5 separate regions of the Mus musculus genome follow, and regions 1, 3, 4 and 5 are each linked to region 2. A link is a contact called in public Micro-C and promoter capture Hi-C data. All regions are on one chromosome and are shown on one strand. The core of a region is the stretch at or near the end of the contact, and the rest is flanking DNA. Distances in the headings are between cores, read along the strand shown.

Region 1 (2,837 bases), core at 255-2,754, 630 kb before region 2:
GAGGACGGACCACCAGCTCCAGATGAAAGCATAGTAAAGCACCTGCAGGGCCAGGCAGCCCAGCCCCAGCCCCAGCACACCCACCCTAGACAGTTTCCTTAGCAACGAAGTTCTGAACGGGTGAAACAGAATTTCTCCTAGCAAGCTGAGAGCCACTGAGAAACCCATCACCAGCTCACTGCTGCCGTGGTCCTTCATGTGCCAGAACAGAAAGTCCTGCACAGTGCTGGCAGTGGCTCCTATCCAAAAGACAGTGAAGGCCAGGAGGATGAGGCGGGAGTCACCCCTTATGAGGGACAGAGCTTTGATGGCTTTGTAGCTGGGCCCCTGTTGCTGGTCTATGGGAACAGGAAAGGCAGTGCTCACTGCTAAGGCCAGGGTACTGACCAGCGAGTAGCTGTAGAAATAAATCACGCCCTGAGGACCATTGGCCACGAGGAGGCATTCCAGATGCCCCACCAAGGCTGCGATGCCACACACACCTGCTGATACACCTAACAGTTTCCACACCCACAGGTCTCTGTTCCGATCAGTGGCGTCTACGAAATCCAGGTATTCATAAAGACTGTCATCCGCCACCTGCTCCAGAGGGGCTGCCAGGAGTTCCCAGAATACAACAACTCCCAAGGAGAGGATGAAAGTCCACGGTGACCCTTTCGAGGAGTGATCAGGGGTCTGGGTGTCCCCCTGGGGCTTTGACAAGTTGACGGGACCTCCAAGAGCTGTACTTCCAGGAAGTAGATTCAGGGTAACATTGCCTACCTCAAAAGTCCCTTTCTGGGAATTATCTCTCAACCCAGAAGTGACAAGATGGAGGCCTTGTGTAGTGGTCCTGGCTCCTTCAACAGAGCCCACTAAATAGGTCTGCAGACCGCTAAATGTTCCTTCAGATCCATTTGGAAAGCCAGAAGTGTCCAGGGCTCTGGTGTGCCTGCTGCCTGGGAGGTTGGGTGCTCCAGACCCCTGGGTAGGGGTCATGATCACAGTTTGTGTGACCCCCAGCGGTAAGATAGTGGTGGCCACTCTACTGCTTCCATTACAAAAGTGGTTGACCAGATTTCTGTCCACCGGTGGGACGAGGACCATCAGGAGGCTGGCGCCTGCGGAGCTCAGCAATGAGCCAGTCAAAAACATTCTCCTTTTCTGGTAGCGTTTGGCCAGGAAGGCACAGAAGGGAATCCAGCAGGTAGCGATCAGGTGCTTGGTTCCCATGAGGATGCCCACCAAGGGCGCGGCCACACCCAGTTGCCTCAGGTAGAGGGTCAGGAACGGAGTCACACAGGCATCCCGGACTCCGCACACCAAGTGGAAGAGCCTGGCCACCCGTAGTGCCCTGGGGACGTCCCATTGCGGGTTGGGGCTCATGGTTACGGGATTCTGCCAGACCCGGAAGGACACAGGACTAAGTTAGATGCGGGGCGCGCGGCGCTCCATATCCTGGGAAGGGAGAATCGCTGGCTCAGGGTTCCGAGCAAGCCAAACTGCGTCACCTCCAGTCACCTAGCCAACGGCTATTTGCCCCCATGTCCGGCCACCCTCCCGGAAGTGGCCCCGCCCCAAGAGAGAGACGCGGCGGGGGCGGAGCCCACGCACCTGTTGACTGTACCTGCTGCACCTGTTGTACCTGCGCCTCACCTGCGCCACCTAATGGATGACGGACGCCCTGTGGTTTGCTGGGCGCGTTCTGACCACAGGTGCTGCTGGGCGCCTGGACTGCCTCAGGCCTGAGAAACTGACAGGGTCAGGATGGGGATGTGTCCGGGAAGAGAAGAATGAAGTGAACATCTGCACATCTCTGGTCCTCACACATCCCTCGTCCTCAGGTCTGTATTCATAGGCCCACTGGTCAGTGGCGATCTACAGAGTTGGTCCTGTTGATTGTAAGTGAAATCCCAATTCTGTCTGGCCATCACCAGAGGACTCAGACTTCCCCTCCTTGGCTTGCACTTTTGTCAATAATCTCTCTGTTCACCCAGAAAGGCATTTATATATATATATATTCAATCCTGGTAGCACCTCACAGTCCCAGGCAGTATGTACACAATGTACACACTCAATAGAATGCTGTTGCCTGCCCTGTTTAGGAATGCACTCCAGAGATTCTTAGCTGGCTTTGAACCTCAGTAGAGGAACCTCAGTAGAGGAACCTCAGTAGAGGAAGTGAATACAGATACTTAAAAATTGCAGGTCAAAAGAAATAGTTTATTAGCCAAGTAAAGGTTTCCACACATGAATTCAGTGGCATCCAGGTCATGAGAAATGGCTCCAGATTTTTTTCTCTCCCCAGAGGCATTTCCTCTCTCAACTGAACTAAGATTCGAGCCCTTGAAATCATGGGGGGGGGGGGGGGGAGGAGGTGTACCATAGGCTTTCCTCCAGAATGGCCAACTATCCAGCTACAGATGCGGGAATTATTTGTTCTCAGACCTAGGGTCTCCATCTCTACCACTGAGCTGTATCCCAGCTCTGATTTGGTCCATTCATTTTTCATTCAAGGCTTGCTCAATGCACCTAATTTGGCCGTGGATTGGAGAGTGGGGGGTGTTTGCCAGCCAATATGTATGTGTAGCTAAATTTGAAATGGTAATTTCTCAGGAGACGGGTAGACAGCTAAGGTCCTCCGCACTTTCTCTTACCATATGGCTGACAGACTCTCACTGATACTTAGAACCTAAGGATTAAAACGTTATTAAATTAAAATTTAAAAACTAAGAGTTGCTAGCTGGGTATGGTGACGCATGCCTGAGTCTAACACTTGAGGGATGGAGGCAGGGGGATCAGGAGTTCATCATCAGCCTCAGCTAGCTTTTTTGAGGTGAGACCTTGTTTACAAAACT
Region 2 (2,700 bases), core at 105-2,604:
CTCCCGAAACTGTTACCAAATGAAAACTCCCTGCTGGGGATCTTGACATGATCTCAAAGGTGAAATACCGGAGATGATTTATCAGAGTCTGCTATGACCACGGCACCTTCAGTACATCCGGGTCATGAAATGAACCTTATAAATTTATCAACTAGGTGGATGTCTTTCCCAGGAAGGTAAATGGTGGCTTTTTACACTTCAAGTCTCCACATTACAGTTTCTTCTTTATCCTTAACTTATGCAACTTTTTGGCACCAGGTAACTGCTGCAATTCTATGTGAAGATCGAGGAGGGATACTTAATAAATGATGAGCACTTATTATTAAATAGCAAGTCACATTTTTGGGTTCTGATGTAAGTCTGACTCCAGAAAGCTGCTGATCTCTTTTTGAGCTACAAACTGATGAGAAATTCATTTTGCAAGACCTTGCCTGATTAATTATAAACCTGACAGTTAAGGCATAAAAGGAGCAGAGGCCTCCAGGGTTACCCAGGGAATTAAGGGCGGGGCGAGGCCAAACTAATTCTGATTGGGTAAGGATACAGCCAGGCTTTAGCGTGGAGGAGCGAAGCAGCAACCGAGTAGGGGGCGCGCCTGAGAACCGGAAAACTTCCTGCCAAGCAAATACTGGGGTTGTAAAGAGCCTGAACTCTGCAGTGCACCCAGGGAGGGTCGAATTCCGGTTCCTCTCTTTTCACAGCCTCAACCTCGCTGAGCTCCCTTCACCAATGAAAACCAGGACGTTCAAGTCTCCCAAGTTTAAGGAAAATGAATGTAACCTATTGTGTTATTTAAAAAAACAAAACAAAACAGCAAGAAAAAGAAAACAAACTCCCAACCCACTAGCATTCCCACTCCCAGTTCAGGTCCTGGGGTGACCGGTGTAGGCAAAGGCTGCAAAGGAGGTGGCGCCACCTGACCGCATGCACCTGAGCCTGGGCTCCCCACCTGCACAGCTGCCAGCGCGCGCCTCTCGGGACACCTGGGCACGAACAGGGGCACCGCTCGCCGGTCAATTTTCTTAGTCTTCATCTGGCTTCCACGACCAGAAACTTAGCCAGAGCCAGGGCTTTGCTTCGCTGGGCGCTTCAGAAGGTTCCATCCCCGGGTTAGCTACGCTGTTTAGGGATGGGCGGGGAAGGCGAGCCGAGGTGAAAGGCCTGTTCCAAGGCGGGAAGGAAGGGCGGGGAAGTCCACTAGGCGGGCTCAGAGGGAGTGCATTCCCAGCTCCAGCCGCGGGGGCGGGAGCCCGGCGGCGGGCGCTGCCCTAGGGCCGGATTCCCGCGTGGGGCGTGGCGTGGCGGCCCCGCCCCTGGCTCCGCCCTCGCCCGGTGTCCGCACACCTGGCTCTCAGGTAGCCGGCGCCCGGCGCCTCCGGGAGGCGGTGAGGACCGGGAAGCTGCCGGCCCGCCTGGGGTCTCGGGGGCTGCGCTCCCGGACCACCGTGCGTGGCCAGCATGGATCCGGGCGTGGGGAACGCACTGGGAGAGGGGCCGCCCGCGCCCCGGCCCCGCCGCCGCCGTTCCCTTCGCCGCCTGCTTAACCGCTTCCTGCTAGCTCTGGGCAGCCGCTCCCGCTCGGGGGACTCGCCGCCCCGGCCCCCGGCCCAGCCCAGTCCCTACGATGGCGATGGAGAAGGGGGCTTTGCCTGCGCCCCGGGCCCGGCACCAGCCTCTGCCGGGAGTCCAGGGCCAGATCGTCCTCCGGGATCCCAACCCCAGATATCTTCGGGTGACGGGGCGCGTCCGCCCGGCGCTCAGGGCTTGAAGAACCATGGCAACACCTGTTTCATGAACGCGGTGGTGCAGTGTCTCAGCAACACCGACCTGCTGGCCGAGTTCCTAGCGCTGGGGCGCTACCGGGCGGCGCCGGGCCGCGCCGAGGTCACCGAGCAGCTGGCGGCGCTGGTGCGCGCGCTCTGGACGCGCGAATACACGCCCCAACTTTCCGCAGAGTTCAAGGTAGGCAGCGCCAGCCGCCCGCAGACTCCTCCGACCCTTCTGGTTTCGGCTCTTGAAAAGCGTGTGAACCATCAGCCAAGCCTGGTTCTTGGGCGGGGAGTAGGGGGTAGGTCTTCGGTAGACACTACTTAACCAGCCCAGCCTTGGGTTACCGCCTTTGTTTCGAGGTGACATGTTACATTATCATTTGCAAATGCTTTCTTTAGAAATTAGTTTCTTCCTGGTATTTTGGGCTGGGGTGGAGAAAGCTGGCAGCCTTAAGTGTGTCCAGCAGTTTTGTGGTTAAAAGCAGTTGTTGGAGTGGGACTTGCCGGCCAGGGTGAGTTAGAGCTTAGGATCTAGAAGGATGCAGCATGGGAAGCAGGTCCTTGAAGGCCAAGCTTTGGGAAGGAGGAGATAGAAGCGTGAGGAACAGAAAGCCGAGAAGGAACGGATCTAGGAATAATCCAGGTAGAGTGATCAATAAGTAGAAAGGGCAGAGGCCTGAAAGTGAAGCGTTTTGAAGGCAGGTGAAGGTCTTCAGATCGTGTATGACCTTGGACGCAGTGGCTTTGGATTATTTAAGTCCAGTGGGTGCTGAGAACCCGTGGGTCAGGTATTCTCAAAAGTAGGGAGAGGGAGTCGTTAAGAGTGCTATAGTAGAATGGTATCCTTTAATTTAATTCATACTAAGTCCTGACAGTATGTGAGCAGGAAGTGGCATTTGTTATCTGTAAGATTACAGTCCCCTTGCTGGGA
Region 3 (2,700 bases), core at 145-2,644, 770 kb before region 2:
GGCAGAGACCCCGTTACCCAAACCTCACCAGTTCAGGTCAGACGCACCGACTGGCCACCTCCTAAGGCCCCAGTTCCCAGAGAGGCCTGACTGGGGGCCTCTCGGGTCCCTGGGCCGCATCCGCCCACCAAAGGCCCACAAAGCCCCGCCAACGCCAAGGACTCCACAGCTTCAACTTCCCTCCGACCCAAATCCACTTCGATTTTATAGGATCAGAGTATGACACCCTAACTACAGAAGGCTAGGGAGAGATTCTGCGGCGAGCCATTACCAGATCACTTACACAATAAAGCGATCCAGAGGCGACGGCTGACCCTCCCCCCGGCCGCTCCGCTACAACGCGCCCGGGCCACATTTCCCGCCTCGTTCTCCCCAACGGCCCAGGCCTCGCCCGGTGTCCACCTCCCGGTCCACCACGGTCCCCAGCGAGCGTGGCATGAGGTCTAGCTCCAGCCCTCCTTCCCGAGACCAGCTCTGGAGCCTCTCATCCGTCGCATGCTCCCAAGACCATGCAGTTTCAGGCCACTGGTCCCTAAACCGCACAGATCCAGGGTCCGCCTTCTGAGTCTTCGGAGAACCTTTCAGTCGCACCCGGGGAAATCTAACTCCACCTAACCCACGGTGCAACCCACCCAGGGTCCCCTTTCCTTCCTGGGCCCCCAGCACCAAGATCACATCCCAGGACTCAGTCCTCTCCTAAAAGGAGATAGACACGCCGGGCGCCTCCGGCCTCTTATTAGGGCACTCACCTCCCAACCCCACGCTTCCAGGGATCCAATGCAACCAGGAGTTGGTCCCTACATCCCCATCCCCAGATCTCCATTCTCATCCCTTTCAAGAGTCGTCCTCACGTATGACCTGGCCCTGATCCATGAAGAGGTCTCATTCTCAAGGACCCCATTTCCCACCCCTCCAGGGGTCTCTTCATCTCCATACACTGGGGTCTCGTCATCTCCACAAGCTCCGCTCTCCACTGCCCAGTCTCCCTTTCCCAGCTCCCGCCTGGGCTCCGTCTCTGTGCTCCAGGCTCGCCCAGTTCCCCAGCCCCGGTTCCTCCCCTCCTGTTCCCTCAACCGTCCCCACTCCCGGAACGCCGCACTCGGACCCGGGCAACTGCTCGTCTCACCTTCAGCCGAAGATGGTGGCGCCGGCACACGTCCCCAGCAGCGACCACAGATCCAGCGTCTCAATTCCAAACCCACCGCTGCCTCCGCCGGGCTCCTTTAGCACTGCTGCTCGCGCCTGCCCCACCCACTCCCACCCTCATTGGGCCATCTCCACGCCCATCACTGCCGCCCCCAGACCCACTGGTCGGTTTGCGCGCCCATCTCCCAGGAAAGACGTTAGCAACCCGAACGAAGCTACCTTCCCAAGTCCCGCTCCCTCCACCCACCTGGAATGATGCTCATTGGCTCCCGCTCCCGACCTAGACCCACAGACTCCCAATCTCATAGGCTGCTACTCACGCCTGTCAGAGACTCCGGGAGGTGCGGCCGGGGCAGTGGCGGGTGATTGGCTGACTCTGGAGGGAGATGGACAGCTGAAACTAGGAGCCTGGCGATCCCGCGAGGCAGAGATCGCCGATCTTGTTGGGGTGTGCGCGCTGCGCTAGTCAGGGCTGGGTGGACAGTGGGGCAGGTGTACCGCAGCACAAGTCACCAGCTCCCACTGGTCACGTCTCTCTATTGCGTCGGGCCGCCGCTGCAACCCACTCGAGCGTTCTGCGGCCCGTAGGCTTGCCGCAGCCACTGGGTCCCTCAGCGGGACCGGCTTTCGCCGAGGAATCGCCAGCTCCCGGAGCTGCCTGCAGGGGCGGGGCCGGAGCGCGGTCCTGAGGCCTGACGTCACCCTGGAGCTTCAGTGGGTGGGAGCCGCTGCTTGCGGCTCACCTGCAGTGGGGGAGGGGAGCCTCTCGGGCTGGGCGCTAAAGCTCTGTCCTGACCGGGCTGCAACCCTGTGGCGGCCGGAGTCCCCCCTTACTGATGCTTCCTTCCTCTCGTGACCCGCCGCAGTTGGATGTTTGCTTGCTCTGCCTCTTAGGCAGGGCTGAGATTCCAAAAATACGAGAAGCAAACGGGCCTGGCAGAGAAGACCAGAGAGCGACTTCATTTGTTCACTCACTCATTCATTCCAGCTCTCTATGGAAGAGGAACTGGGTAGGGCTTGCAGGATTCCTGTGCTGTTGTCATAGCCCCTAGGGCTAAAGAACCAGTGGTTCAAGTGCCTTAGAAAGGTTCATGGACCTCAGGTGGGAGTGGGCTTCCAAAATAAGGAAACTGGAAAATTGAAGTTAAAAAAAAAATGTAATGAAATGTCTGCAGAATCTAGTCAACTCTTAATTATACATGTATAAATATAATAAAGTAAAAAAATCACAAGAGCCAAATGGATTATTGTTCTTATAAAAAGATAAATATAAAATACTTTATTTTAAAACTGCCTCAGGATTTTATGTATTTAGTATTGTATATATGTGTGTGTTTTAATGGATACTTTGTAAATGCCTGAGAAACTTCTAGACTGATTTTTTTTTTTAAAGTGAGAAAAAAAATGAAAACAAGGCAGGAAGTGATAAGAAAGGGTTGGTGGAATTCAGAGAAATCTCCAAGGCAGCTGAATGCAGAGCCCTTCCGGGGGAAGTGAGAATTCTTTGTCCTTTGTCCAGGTGCATCTGGTCTCCAACCCCACATGCCCACTAGG
Region 4 (2,828 bases), core at 34-2,533, 880 kb after region 2:
TGGAGTTTACTGTTCCCACCATGTGGGTCTTAGAAATTGAACTCGGTTCATCAGGTTTGGCAGGCAGCAACCTGTACCCAGTGACCCATCCAGTGACAGCAGTGTCAGAGTGAGGAGAGCCCCCATTCTCATGTCTAGCTGGAGCCTGGCCCCTGTGCGGAATATGGAGTTGGAGCCTTTCTGTTAGGAGTAGCTTAGAAGCTTAGACTGCGATTTCATGTTTCTTTAGAGATTTAAAGTAGGAACTTGGTTAGGCAGAGCAGGTGGTTAGTGACCAGGAGTCGGAAGGATTTTAGAAAGTCAGGAATTTTTAGCAACAGCTAGATTTTGGTCAATTCAGATAGAACTACAGAGGTTTTTTTGTTTTTTGTTTTTGGTTGTTTGGTTGTTTGGTTGGTTTGGTTTGTTTTTTTTTTTTTTTCATAATAAGAATAGTTTGTAATTTAGCACCTTGGCCTTTTATGTTTGTCATAATCCTTAGTATTCTTGGTTCTTTTAGCATTACAAATTCTGTTTATAAATAACCTAATGAGATACTTTCTAGAGTTTAAGTGGAGATTACGTGTGGGATGAAAAGATTGTGTTTTCTGTTCTGGCTCAGAATCTGGGGCCTGGTTCTAAGATTAGGAGAACCGGTTCAAATTAGAATTCACCTGCTCATAGAAAGGACAGTGGGTGCAGTGATGTCATAGCATTTGTAGTTTTCATTTATATATTTCTGTGTGAGTACACACCCATCTGTTTGAGAGCCCTAGGAAGCACAAAGGGGATATCAGGTCCCTGTGTTTGTAGATGCAATTACAGGTGGTTGTGAGCTTTCTGACCTGGGTACTGGGAATTCAGGCACCCTAGAGGAAGCTCTTTCGACCTCTGGGCATCTCTTCAGCCCATATACTGGGCTTTTTTGAATTTTTGAATTATTCTTCTTTATATTAGTTACGTTTCTATTGTGATTTAAAAAAACAATGACCAAAAGTAACTGAAGGTAGAGTTTATTTTGCCGTAGAGTTCAGAGGGATAAGAATCTTTTATATCCAGGTGAGGTAACACATACTTTTGGGAAGCAGAGGCAGGTGGATCTCTGTGAGTTCTAGGCTAACCTGATCTACACTGGGAGTACTAGGATAGCCAGGGCTACATAGAGAGACCCTGTCTCCAACAGTAGCCCCCCACCCCCGCTCTGTGAGTCTGCTGTATCAGGCAGGCATGATGGCACCACAGGGAGCCGAGGGAGGGCGTGGTCAACGGCAGGATGAAGCAGAGGGTGGACTGGAAGTAGCTCGGGGGCGGGGCTTTAAACAATGAAAGCCTGCCCTCAGTGGCTCACTTAATCCAACAAGGCTGCACCTACCCATAAATGCCACCGACTGGGGCGGGACACCAAACTCCCAAGCCTCTGGGGACTTTTGTCATTAAACTACCTTCTTTTCAGATCATTGCTGTCTTCCCTCAGATACTAAAGGGAAAGACTTCTTTCTGCAGGCTGCTCATCAGCAAAGAAAAAAGCCTTGGCCTGCCGGAGCATCCCAGAGTGGGCTCTGCTGTGGGAAGTAGGTGGCTGAGTGAGTGTGACGGTGCTGTGGGATGGGTGCGGTTTTATGTAAATGAAATACTTGTTTCAAGCTAGCCCGTGTAGAAGACATAAAAACCTGTTATTTTATTTCCCAGCTGTAAGCCTAGACTGGGCAGGCTCTGAGTATTCTCACCTTTATCCAAACCATAGGCCCCGTGCTACTTACCGTTCAGTCTCACTGGGCTGGCTCTGTTCCATGTGTGTCCTCAGGACAAGCTGCTTTTGGCCTCATGGTGACCTCCTTCCTCCATCAGTTCTCTCCTTCCTACTCCCCCCAGCCCCCATGGTCTCTCCTGAGACCCCTCACTCAATTCTCAGGTCCCACATTTCTCTCTCTACTACCCAGTCTCAGGCTCAAGCCTTTTATTAACCAATAGCTTTAAAGCGGGGAGCAAGGTTTACACAGCAAGGGCTGGTGTATGTGAGGATGCACTTGTCTGGGTGGCAGCCAGCTCTTGAATTTAGCATTTGTATACATAGCAACTGACAAATCCCCAATGTTTAAAATGGGTGCAAAGTAAGAAATGTTTCCAGATTTGAATTTGGCCATTGTGGTTGGAATTCCTGATGTTCAGTTTGGTAGTGCCCTCTTGTAAATGGTTAGTCTTCTGAGTGAGAGAGGTTATCATCTTTACGGATGAGAACTGAAACATTTCAGAGCTAAGACCTCAGTGCCTTCACACTTGTCTGTCTGTCTTGCTGTCTAGTGGATTAACCTTTTTGTCATTTTCTTCTGTCCACTGGAAGGCTGTAGTATTTTAACGTGGGTCTCTTTTCCCTCTCCTTAGCTTATTTAGAAGTCTGCTTGGAGGTTATGGCTGATAAGCTGGTGCCCAGTTCCCCGGCTGATGCTTCAGAGCCACTGTTTTCCTTCGGAGTTATAGCAGATATTCAATACGCAGATTTAGAAGATGGATACAATTATCAAAGAAGCCGGCGGAGGTACTACCGACACAGTCTTATTCACTTACAGGGTGCCATCGAAGACTGGAATAAAGAAAGCAGCATGCCCTGTTGTGTCCTGCAGCTTGGAGACATCATCGATGGCTACAATGCACAGTATAAAGTATCAGAAAAGTCTCTAGAACTTGTCATGAACACATTTCAGATGCTTAAAGTTCCAGTTCACCACACGTGGGGGAACCATGAGTTCTATAACTTCAGCAGAGACTACTTAGCAAGCTCTAAACTGAACAGCAAGTTTCTAGAAGACCAGATTGCACAGCATCCTGAGACCACGCCATCAGAGAACTAT
Region 5 (2,700 bases), core at 60-2,559, 900 kb after region 2:
GAAGCAACCTGTGACTCTCACAGACCTTTCTGCACAGCATCGTCCCTTCTTACTGCTACTCCTTGAAAAGGAGGCTGCCCCTGCGCTCTCCCAGGCCTCCTGGCTGGTTTCCCCAGCATCTGTCTTATTGTGGACTGAGCTGAGCTACCCTCCTTGTCCTTATGCTGACTATATGGAGAAAGGGCTTTTATGGAGATAGTTAAGTGACGTCACTAGGGTGGGATCCTCACCTGATAGGACTGGCATTCTTTATTTTTTTATTATTGGATATTTTATGTATTTATATTTCAAATGCTATCCCCTTTCCCAGTTCCCCTCAGGAAACCCCCTCCCCTTCCCCTCCCCCTGCTTCTGTGAGGGTGCTTGCCCACCCATCCACCTATTCCCACCTTACCACTCTGGCATTCCCTTACACTGGGGCATCAAACCATTCACAGTACCAAGGGCCTCTCCATCCACTGATGCCAGACAATGCCATCCTCTGCAGCTGGAGCCATGGGTCCCCTTCATGTGAATTCTTTGGTTGGTGATTTAGTCCCTGGGAGCTCTGAGGGGGGGGGGGGCGGTCTGGTTAGTGGATATTGTTGTTCTTCCTATGGGGTTGCAAACCCCTTCATCTCCTTCAAGGACTGGTGTTCTTATAGGAAGAGGATTCAATATACATCTCTAAACATCCTTCTCCCCTTCTGGGAGAGCCCAGGGGAAGCCACGGGAGGAGCTGTGAGCAGGAGGCCAGGAAAGAAGCAACCCTGATGGCATTGTGAACTCACAGCACGGCACTAACCTGTTGTTTAAACTGCCCACCCCTCGCAGTGCTGTACCTGTGAGGGTAGCCAAGCCAAGATCTAGGTTCTGAGCTTGCTCCCACTCACTTTGCAACTGGTGACCTCTGCAAGACACAACTCTCAAACTTCTACCTAAAACCATCCCTCCCTCCTTCCCTGTCTCCATCCTGTGCTATGCCCCTCCTCCACTCCTGCCTCGCCCTCCCACCTCCCCGCCCCCTTCTTCAGATTGATGCAGGGCACTGCTCTCCGGAGCACCAGAAACTTAAAGATTGTACAGACCAGACAACCTCACCTAATCTTCAAATAGGAACTCCAGGGTCAAAGACCAATAGTTTGAACAGTCAGTAAAATCCGACAAAGCTGGGTCCAGCAGTCTGAACTTCCTCCCCGTAGGGCTTCCTTCCCCACATCTTCATATCAGTTATGTCCCCTGTAACCCTTTGGTTACACAGCCTTCTATTATGCAAATCTCGCTCCTGCAGATCTGGGTTCCACCCGCTCCTTCTCCTTCGCCTATTTTACTCTCCCTCCTGTTTGCACTCGGTCTCCTGGGGCAACCCTGCCACACCCTCCGCAGCTGCCTTTAGCTCTGGTAGTATGGTCACACTGGCAATTAAACAATGAGTTGCTTGGTGTCTGTGTGACTCACCAGACTACAAGCCCCATGAGGAGAATATCTGCATCTGTTTTCTTTCTTTCTTCCAGTTGCTTCCCCAGGCCCAGCACAGTTAGCACACAGCTGGGGCTAAGCCACTATGACAGGAAAGAGCCACAGACTTAAGGAACCGTCCAGATGAACACCTACCATCCGTTAGATCTTTTTACAGTGTATATGAGTTCAAAGGATTCTTGACACTCACCAAAACAGTTACCTAGAAAAAAAATACCTTTTTGTTTTATGACAAAGAACAGAAGGTTAGATATATGTCACCAGGACCAGAGCAAAATTCTGGAACAAACCAACAGACATCCTATTACAGACAGCAGTGACCCAGGCCTGCCTCATGCCCCACTTGCAGCTACTGAACAGCAAGCAGCCTTTAGATGTTTCATTCCCAGTTGGTGGATGTGCTAGCTTTAGTCATTAATATTTTTATTTGCATTTGTATGTGCATGTATGTGGGGGTGTGTGCATGCACACATGGAGGTCAGAGGATAAACTTGTGAGTGTCAGTTCTCTGTGTCTACCGTGTGGGTCCTAGGATTGAACTTGGGTCCTCAGACTTGGAGGCAAGTGTTTTCATCTGCTGATCCATCTTGCTGGCCTCCTGCTAGCTTTAGATGATGAAAGAATTCTTAACAGGATTATTTTTTCAATCCAGGTATCAGTCCTGATCATGTGCGTGTTTGGGAATGCCACAGCACGCCTGTCAGAGGTCATAGGACACTTCTCAGGGGTTGGTTCTCTCCTTCCATAGGGAGCTCTGAGGAGCACCCTTGGGTGTCTGCTTTGTGCGGCAAGTGCTTGTTCCATCTGAGCTGTCTCTTAGACCCCCCACATCACCCCTAAGAGGAAACTTGCTAATGAATAATACTTTTCTTTATTAAATAATTGTTGCAGTCAAGAGGAGAACGGTCTTTCTGTGACTCAGTCACACAGTGGATCACTGATAGAAACATAAGGGAAGGAACGCCTCAGCATCCTGGATAGGCAGCCATGCTCAGAGAGAGGAGAGAAGGAAGGTTATTTATGAGAAAGTCGTCACCAGGTAAGGCCATTTCTGGTGAAGCACATCCCGTCGGCCATTCCCCTGGGATGGGTGGGGATGGACTAGGAGAGGTCAGGAGAGAGTGTGTGGCCAGTGACCACAGTGCTCTGTATCTTGAGGGAGAGGTTGTTATCCGTGTGCCTGTACTCGTCAACACTGTAGCGTTTGTACACGTCAGAGTTGCTAATGTCTCTGTTTGCAAA

Evidence for each region. Promoter capture Hi-C pulls out the DNA fragments that hold promoters and counts their contacts. A called contact is a pair of places that touch in the nucleus more often than the background predicts.
Region 1: a contact with region 2 is called in a promoter capture Hi-C map of embryonic stem cells, with 2.9 times the contacts expected there. The contact joins the promoter of Mfsd6l here to the promoter of Usp43 in region 2. A contact is called at or near these places in 6 of 39 promoter capture datasets (the 3T3-L1 cell line, the C10 cell line, embryonic stem cells and 1 more), 2 of 115 datasets of contacts at active chromatin or transcription factors (both in embryonic stem cells) and 1 of 9 other capture datasets (pancreatic islet).
Region 3: a contact with region 2 is called in a Micro-C map of embryonic stem cells, with 7 times the contacts expected there. The contact joins the promoter of Myh10 here to the promoter of Usp43 in region 2. A contact is called at or near these places in 5 of 39 promoter capture datasets (the HPC-7 cell line, hippocampal neurons, liver and 2 more), 3 of 484 Hi-C or Micro-C datasets (all in embryonic stem cells), 5 of 115 datasets of contacts at active chromatin or transcription factors (embryonic stem cells, epiblast stem cells and stem cell-derived neural progenitor cells) and 1 of 9 other capture datasets (embryonic stem cells).
Region 4: a contact with region 2 is called in a Micro-C map of embryonic stem cells, with 3 times the contacts expected there. The contact joins the enhancer-like site here to the promoter of Usp43 in region 2. A contact is called at or near these places in 2 of 39 promoter capture datasets (the 3T3-L1 cell line and embryonic stem cells), 2 of 484 Hi-C or Micro-C datasets (both in embryonic stem cells) and 2 of 115 datasets of contacts at active chromatin or transcription factors (both in embryonic stem cells).
Region 5: a contact with region 2 is called in a Micro-C map of embryonic stem cells, with 3 times the contacts expected there. The contact joins the enhancer-like site here to the promoter of Usp43 in region 2. A contact is called at or near these places in 2 of 39 promoter capture datasets (the 3T3-L1 cell line and embryonic stem cells), 3 of 484 Hi-C or Micro-C datasets (all in embryonic stem cells) and 2 of 115 datasets of contacts at active chromatin or transcription factors (embryonic stem cells and neural tube).

The regions. Positions count from the first base shown.
Region 1 is chr11:68,554,853-68,557,689 of GRCm38.p6, reverse strand. It overlaps Mfsd6l (major facilitator superfamily domain containing 6-like), which reads right to left and starts at 1,504. Exons shown (of 1, transcript NM_146004.1): 1 at 1-1,504. The coding sequence starts at 1,365.
Region 2 is chr11:67,920,807-67,923,506 of GRCm38.p6, reverse strand. It overlaps Usp43 (ubiquitin specific peptidase 43), which reads left to right and starts at 1,354. Exons shown (of 15, transcript NM_173754.4): 1 at 1,354-1,962. The coding sequence starts at 1,459.
Region 3 is chr11:68,690,609-68,693,308 of GRCm38.p6, reverse strand. Myh10 (myosin, heavy polypeptide 10, non-muscle) reads right to left here and starts at 1,394. Exons shown (of 41, transcript NM_175260.2): 1 at 1,127-1,394.
Region 4 is chr11:67,041,641-67,044,468 of GRCm38.p6, reverse strand. Adprm (ADP-ribose/CDP-alcohol diphosphatase, manganese dependent) reads left to right here. Exons shown (of 5, transcript NM_025510.3): 3 at 2,362-2,828. The coding sequence starts at 2,388. Among named protein-coding and RNA genes, the nearest start is that of Adprm, 9.6 kb to the left of the region's middle. Within about 2 kb of position 1,283, at least 31 of the 459 cell types and tissues checked have an H3K27ac peak or open chromatin away from gene starts, as enhancers often do. A contact at or near this core is called in embryonic stem cells, where this site is marked.
Region 5 is chr11:67,016,645-67,019,344 of GRCm38.p6, reverse strand. No RefSeq gene overlaps it. Among named protein-coding and RNA genes, the nearest start is that of Tmem220, 7.2 kb to the left of the region's middle. Within about 2 kb of position 1,309, at least 76 of the 459 cell types and tissues checked have an H3K27ac peak or open chromatin away from gene starts, as enhancers often do. A contact at or near this core is called in embryonic stem cells, where this site is marked.